Regions from separate parts of the Gossypium hirsutum genome. Here region 2 is linked to region 1. The links are chromatin contacts, called in public Hi-C maps. All regions are on one chromosome and are shown on one strand. The core of a region is the stretch at or near the end of the contact, and the rest is flanking DNA. Distances in the headings are between cores, read along the strand shown. Region 1 overlaps LOC107899229. Region 2 holds the start of LOC107899228 (protein BIC1).

What was found. A called contact is a pair of places that touch in the nucleus more often than the background predicts.
Region 2: a contact with region 1 is called in a Hi-C map of seedling, with 2.4 times the contacts expected there. The contact joins the promoter of LOC107899228 here to the enhancer-like site in region 1. A contact is called at or near these places in 12 of 34 Hi-C or Micro-C datasets (anther, callus, fibers and 4 more).

Annotation. Positions count from the first base shown.
Region 1 is chrD04:36,053,055-36,056,480 of Gossypium_hirsutum_v2.1, reverse strand. It overlaps LOC107899229, which reads right to left. Exons shown (of 14, transcript XM_016824881.2): 13 at 3,228-3,400; 14 at 2,618-3,058. The coding sequence ends at 3,257. It also overlaps the pseudogene LOC107899230. Among protein-coding and RNA genes, the nearest start is that of LOC107899229, 7.7 kb to the right of the region's middle. Within about 2 kb of position 1,725, at least 6 of the 9 cell types and tissues checked have an H3K27ac peak or open chromatin away from gene starts, as enhancers often do. A contact at or near this core is called in fibers, where this site is marked.
Region 2 is chrD04:36,127,495-36,130,920 of Gossypium_hirsutum_v2.1, reverse strand. It overlaps LOC107899228 (protein BIC1), which reads left to right and starts at 1,537. Exons shown (of 1, transcript XM_016824880.2): 1 at 1,537-2,244. The coding sequence starts at 1,692. The coding sequence ends at 2,126.

The DNA of each region.
Region 1 (3,426 bases), core at 476-2,975:
GGCATGCATGTGATCAGTAGTCAAGATATGGTGAAGTAGTTAGCTCTGAATTTTGATACTAGCATTTTACAGAACTTCTGAACAATTTGTACTATGATTTTGGTTTTTTATTTTTTTTACATGCATTTAATTGCTAAGCAATACATACCTTTAATTGCTAACCTTTCTTATTGCTTAGTTGTGCAATAAACTCATCAATTCCTCTAGCCTTGGTGCATTGGTCAATGTCCTCAACTTACAGTCTGCATATCTTTATCAGGGCCAGCATATTGGACTATGTTCAGCACTTAGAGACCATGGCCTCCAGGGATTACATTGGTTTCTGACAAAGGTCATGCACTTGAGAAGGAGGCTTGGGGCATGCAATGCCAGATTTGATAGATTTTCATATCTCGTTAAAGTTAATCAGCAGTCCATAAAAATGATACTGGCAATAGTATTTGTCTTCACACTTTTAGGTAAGTGCACTATTTGTACATACCATCTTCTATTTGATTTACTCTACTTGTCCCTGCTAAATTCAAATGATCTATTTATGGATGTATCTTGATTGTCAAATGATTTACCTACATTTTTAGCTTGTCAGGCACTCTCTCTATAGAACCCTTTTCATGCTTGTTTGTACAATCACTTTTGAGATGTATGCTTGTGTGAATTGGAAATTAAATGAATCGAGAGACCAATGTGGAAAACCATAAGTGTGTTTTCCAATGATGTTATCTTTAAGAGCTTAATTTTCATGCAATAGATGGAAAAAGGATATCTCCTTTTAATTTAAACATTTCATCCCGAATTTGAGGTTAAAAAAAAAGGGATGTAGGAGAAGGGTTCCTTTTGGTTGTACTTAGCTTATGGACTTTTTGTTAAACAGTTGCATGTTTATTGCTTACACACGGTTCTTGTTGTTAAATTCACTCTCAAAGGAGTTAACCTAAGGAAAATAATCCTGCCAAGCAGCAAGCCTTTACAAATTCATCTTACGCTCCCATAAAAACTTTTAGGCGTTAATATATAAGTTCCATGGATAACTTTCAGGGAATCAAATTGTTTATTTGGGGCCTTGGATATAAAACTAATCATTATCCCATAATTCTATTCATGCAGGTATATTGATCTTCCATATCGCTTGAAAGTGGTCATTTGCTGTTTAATAGGAATATCGTTGCATCGGCAAAGTGGGTTTTGAGTGGAGTTGCGGCGCAGATTACTTGCTCGGCTCCCATAGCAAGTTGAGGAGCCAACCATCAGTAACTACATTCTGAGATTGGTAAGCAAGCAGCCTTTAGATTTTGCTGCTATCTACAATACAGAAGTAGCTAATACAAATGTATGTACTCCAGCAATTCATCTAAGAAATTTGTACATATGAATGGCATGCCATTTCACAGATCTACTTTGTTAGTCAAAACTTATATAAGCTGTAAAATGATGATATCCAAGCCATCTCGAACTCCAGTTAGAGTAACTGCTGATCCATGGTGTGTTCTACAGTTCACTTGGGTTAAGTTTGACATCTTAATAGGGTTATAAAATCACAGTTCTTTAAATTTTGTTTTGTACATTAAAATCCCAATCTGAGCTGACCCTTTTTCCCCTTTCCTGATCTAAGCTGCTAATCCTTGAGGTCCTTTTTCGACTTCTTGTCGAAGGGAGATACGGTTCTGACCCATGGAGTTGGTCCGCTATCAACTAATCTGAGTTCAAATCCAAGATCTAACTGAGATTTTAGCTGAATAAGGACATTTAATAGTGCTATGGTTGGGGATGTCGATATATACATTCGCCGTTATAGAGATTGGAAGTCTTGGGGATCTAGACCCGAACCTACGCTGCTGCCGTCATCTATTTGCATTATTCAGATTACCAAAGCATTGTTTTCCCATCATTCTGTGTTTCAGACGAGCTTGTTTGAACTGGATCGATTGGATCAAATCGACCGAAATGCCAGTCTAAAGAGAGGTATTGAATCAATTAACTTGGGGTGGAAATTGGTACAGAAAAATTGAACTGGACAAAAAATTGATTGAACTGAATTTTTAATTTTTTTAATAAATTTTTAATAATTTATTTAATTCAACCGGACGAATTAATTAAACCGATTAGTCTTTCTAAATAAGCCCACGAGACAATTTTTGGCTTTTTCTTTTGTGATTATGCCAGGTCTCTGTTGATGTGTTCCCAATATTATGGCCTGGCCTTCCATTCTAATGCCATCTGAATGGGATTCAATTTTTTAAAACAAATATGGAATTATGAGTTGGCAAGATTTAAGAAATTTAACCAATTTTTACTTATTACCAATATATTTTAAACCGAATTGGTAATCGAACCGATCAAGCCACCAACTTGACAAGTACAATCAGACTAATTAAAAATTTATTAAAAAAATTAAAAAATTCCAATTCAACCGGTTCGACACTGATTTAACCAATTTTTAGCCAATTCAATAGTCAGTTCAACTAGTTTTTTAACTACTACGTACCAATTTCCAACCTAACTGGTTCAAAAGCACCTTCGAAACTGATTCCCGATCGAATCAGTCGGTCTGATTCAGTTCAAATAACATTGCTTTTTACATAATATACCAGTGTACCATTTAAGTCCAAAAACGCTCGTCTTTACAACCAAAATAAAGTAGTATCGATTGATCTCTTAAGTCTCAACACCGTAAAATGTAATGGTTTACAATATGAACCATTTACAGTTCACAGTACACAACATACTTTTACTTTCAAGTGTAAACAGAAGATGGTGAAAACAAATGAAGTGGATTTGATTTCATAACCTTGACCTTCCGCAATTCTATAATGATACGCAAATGATTAAAAAAGGAAGTGCGAGGCAATTTAATGAAAAATCTACACTATTATTACCCCCTCCCCCCTTCAGCTATTCCAGCCAGCACTGAAGTGAGATCGCCTGTTCTCTTTTGTAGAATTGCCTCTTCCATCAATGGTATGTCAACAGTTTCAAAGTGACAGCTTCCATAATCTACTGTCAATCACTTCATGTAATGATGCTCTCTGCTAAGAGAGGCACCAACTAGAGCAGCCTGAAGCTATAATAAATAAATATGAAACCGTGTCAGAATAGCAGCTCCGAGGTTTTAGACCTATATGTATATGTATACACACACACACATGTACAATGAGAGAGAGAAATAGAGAGATGTCTGCTTCTAAGTCATAAACATTTAGGGTTTAGCAAAGAGATCTTGGAAAAATTACCAAGCAGCCATACTCCATATAGGCTCTTTTTAGTCTGACTTCTCAATTTCTCGGAATCTTCTATCCCACTCTCGTGCTTCATAGTCTTGCTCAACCAAGTCTCTGTCAGTACTATACACAATGCGGTCTGGTCCTATGACTGTTTTTTGTGCCATATCTCGAGCACTCAATAGCTGGCATATATACAGAATAAATAAAG
Region 2 (3,426 bases), core at 288-2,787, 75 kb before region 1:
TAGTCAATTGCTCTTATACTCGAAAGAGATATTAGCATAATTTAGAGAATTTCTACGGATCAATATACTAAGTAAAGAAATTGCGTAATTTAGATTGATAGTGACAGAGGAAATCTAGGCGGATTCTTTCCTGGGTATTGTTTTGCTTATTGATTATTAATCAATTATTTTCCTGATTTATTTTTTATCGTGTTCCTTAGTTAATTAATTTAGTTAATTTTCATTTTAACCAATCACTCGAATTATTCAGTTAAATAATAGAAAGATAGTTATTACTAGTATTTTTAGTTTTTGTGAGGACGATATCTTTATTCACCTAGTTATACTATTAGTTGATAAATACACTTATCTTAGTTAAATTTTTAGTTAATTTCGCAATACACCAACAAATGAACACAAACAGAAGGAGAGGGGAGAGAATAGTTGTTAGTGTACATCAAGAACAAAGAAAAAATATCTCTAAACATTTGTCTATATCTCATTCAAAGAATATTTTTTTGTGAATTTATTTTATTCTGTTTCCTCAAATGAAAACCAACTACCCGATTGGCTAATATATTATTCAAAACCAACTACCCGATTGGCTAATATATTATTCAAAGAAATCATGGTTTTCTTTTATTTATTTATTCCTATGTCTATCCAAAAATAAATAAAAATAGAACTCAACATGAACCTCACAATCCCTCCCGAAAAAATCCATCGAGGGAATCATATGCCGAGATTTCACTTTCCTCTTTTTCCATACTAAAATTTGATTTTTAAAATTATTAAATAATAAATTAAAAGAACTAAGTTTAGTTTTTAAAGTTGTCTTTAAAATGAAAATTGTATCCTAAATATATAAAATTAATATTTAAATTCTAAACTTATAAAAATTTTAAAATAAAATAAGTCAAATTATGTTATTAGGTCATTTATTTTGTGTAAGTTGTGTCCGTATACTTTTTGAAATTTAAAATTTTAGTCCTGACCAATTTGTAGCAGTTAAATTTGTTTGGTTAACTTATGCTACTAGTCCTATATTATGCCTAAAGTTATAGATTTAGTCTATGTTCTTCAACTAGATCATTTGTAGTAGTTATATTTTTTTAATTTCGATATATCAGTCTGAATGCAAACGACAATTGTTAAATCTATTAACCAATTCTTTTTATAAATAATATATAAAAATAACAAATTGTCATAACATTAGCCATACGATAATATGTTTGATGTATCAAATTATGAAAATAATAGAACTAAAATATTCAAATTTCTAAAAGTACAAGAATTAAAAATAACAAAATTAAAGCACAAATGCTAAATCTACTGCTTATACTAAGTTTAAGCCCTAATAACAAAATTTGACCAATAAAACAAGTGTGAGTAACCAAGATTCTAAATACTCCAGAGCGAGTTCTGGAAGATGAAGGAACATGGAAGTAAACCACACAAAATGCAGTACTACTTAAATTTAACCTACCTTCGGAAGAAGACACGTAAGATTCTTAGTTGCCATACAAAAACAAGACAACACATGTAAAGTCTTTGACAGAGAGATGACGTGTAAACCAACTCCCCACCCATTCTCTCTTTGCTTTTATTCCCACATATCAACTAAACCCCCCTTCCCCCCTCTCTAAAATCTAATCTTTCTATCTTCTCTTTCAACCCTCACCCATCCGCCTAAACCCTTTCCCTTCCATTTTATGAACGTACTACATCCTCAAGACATGAAAAACACGACACCCCACCAGCCGCCAGAACAACCCAACGAAACTCAGCAGCCCGACCGCGATGGAACAAGCTCTGGGATGGAAACATGTCATGTGAAGTGTCGTGGGTCTTCACCGGCTCCGGAAGTAGGAGCGGATCATGAGGTTAAAGAAGAAGAAGCAATGAGGGCGGATGAATCTGAAGAAGACAATGGACGGGAGAAACTGAAGAGGCATAGGATTGAAGTGGCGGGCAATGTTTGGATTCCTGACATATGGGGTCAAGAAGAGCTTTTGAAGGATTGGATTGATTGTTCTGCATTTAATGATTCTTTGGTGCCTCATGGGATCATGTCAGCTCGTGCTGCTTTGGTTGAGGAAGGAAGAAGAGCCAATTCTGGCGGATTTAGAATAGAAAACAGGTGTTAAAATTATTATTATTATTATATAGTATTATTTCCTTTCGTGTGTTTTAGTTAATCAAGATTGAGATAAAAAAAAAGGATACATTTTAATAATGGATGGTTTGATTTCATTTTCTGCTTTACGTATGAGATTTGCCAGAGTTATTATGTTGCTACTTTTATATTTTATATTTTTTTATGATAAATGAAATTTGATTTAGTTATGTTATGACATACAAACAGGAAAAAGAATAATAAACTATGGAATCTAATGGATGTCACTTCACCGACTAATTAAAGATATGATTTCGATTTTATAATCTAATCTTTACCAGCTCATTCAGGATAGAAGATGCAGTATGTGAGGTTAGTCAAAATCATGGTTATCACCAAGAGCACATTGTGGGGGAGAAACTTAGCCCAACCCTCCAACACGGCTGACCTGGTTCAGTGGTGCAAATCATTGGGGGATTTTCTGAAGATGACAAATTAAGAACTATACTACTTTTTTCTATACAGCAGTTGCTCGTGCTTTTCTTTTCTTTTCTTTTTCTGCATTGGCCAATTTGTTACTAAAATTCATGTCCCGTATCGGCCAAAGCAGTCAGTGTCTACCTTGAATCAGCTCGCTGGTGTAATCGACAAGGTGATGCCGTAAATAAAAGGAAAAAGAAACGGTGAAATAGGAAAATCCTTTTTTACTATCAATGCTTCGATCGAAGGTTGGAATCTAAGAGGGTTTTATGGATGAATAACCTTAGCAAAAGGCCAAGGGAGTTCGAAATAGGAAAATTCTAACAAAACAATATTGTAGGTGGGCTGCTGGTTCAACATGCTTGGCCTAAGTGATGGAAAATACCGTCTAACAGTCAGACTAGTAAAGCTAAAGAAATGGACATTTACTAACAAGTTGCATTTTATTTTGATTATTTTCTGGATGGTTTTGCTATCATTCAAAGGCAATTATTAGAACATTTCATAAGATGACAAAAAAGTGCCCACTAACTGAGCCAACCACCACACTAAAGTATTCAACCATGCATAAAGAAATTATCTATACTTGTGATTTATATTCATTTCTACTTTTATGCACATGTACTGAATTTTAAAAAATAAAAATAAAAAATCAAACCCTCACGCATTACCTACAATAAAGAATATAATCCTTGTTAATTTCCATGAGAGGGAATCTTACCCCAGAGCATCATTGTACTGAATTTACGACCTTGGCATGAGCCGCCTTCATCAATAGCAATTTATATGAAGCTCCATTCATCACTACTAGAACCACAAATTAAACCAATCTGCAACGTAGCCATCTTCAT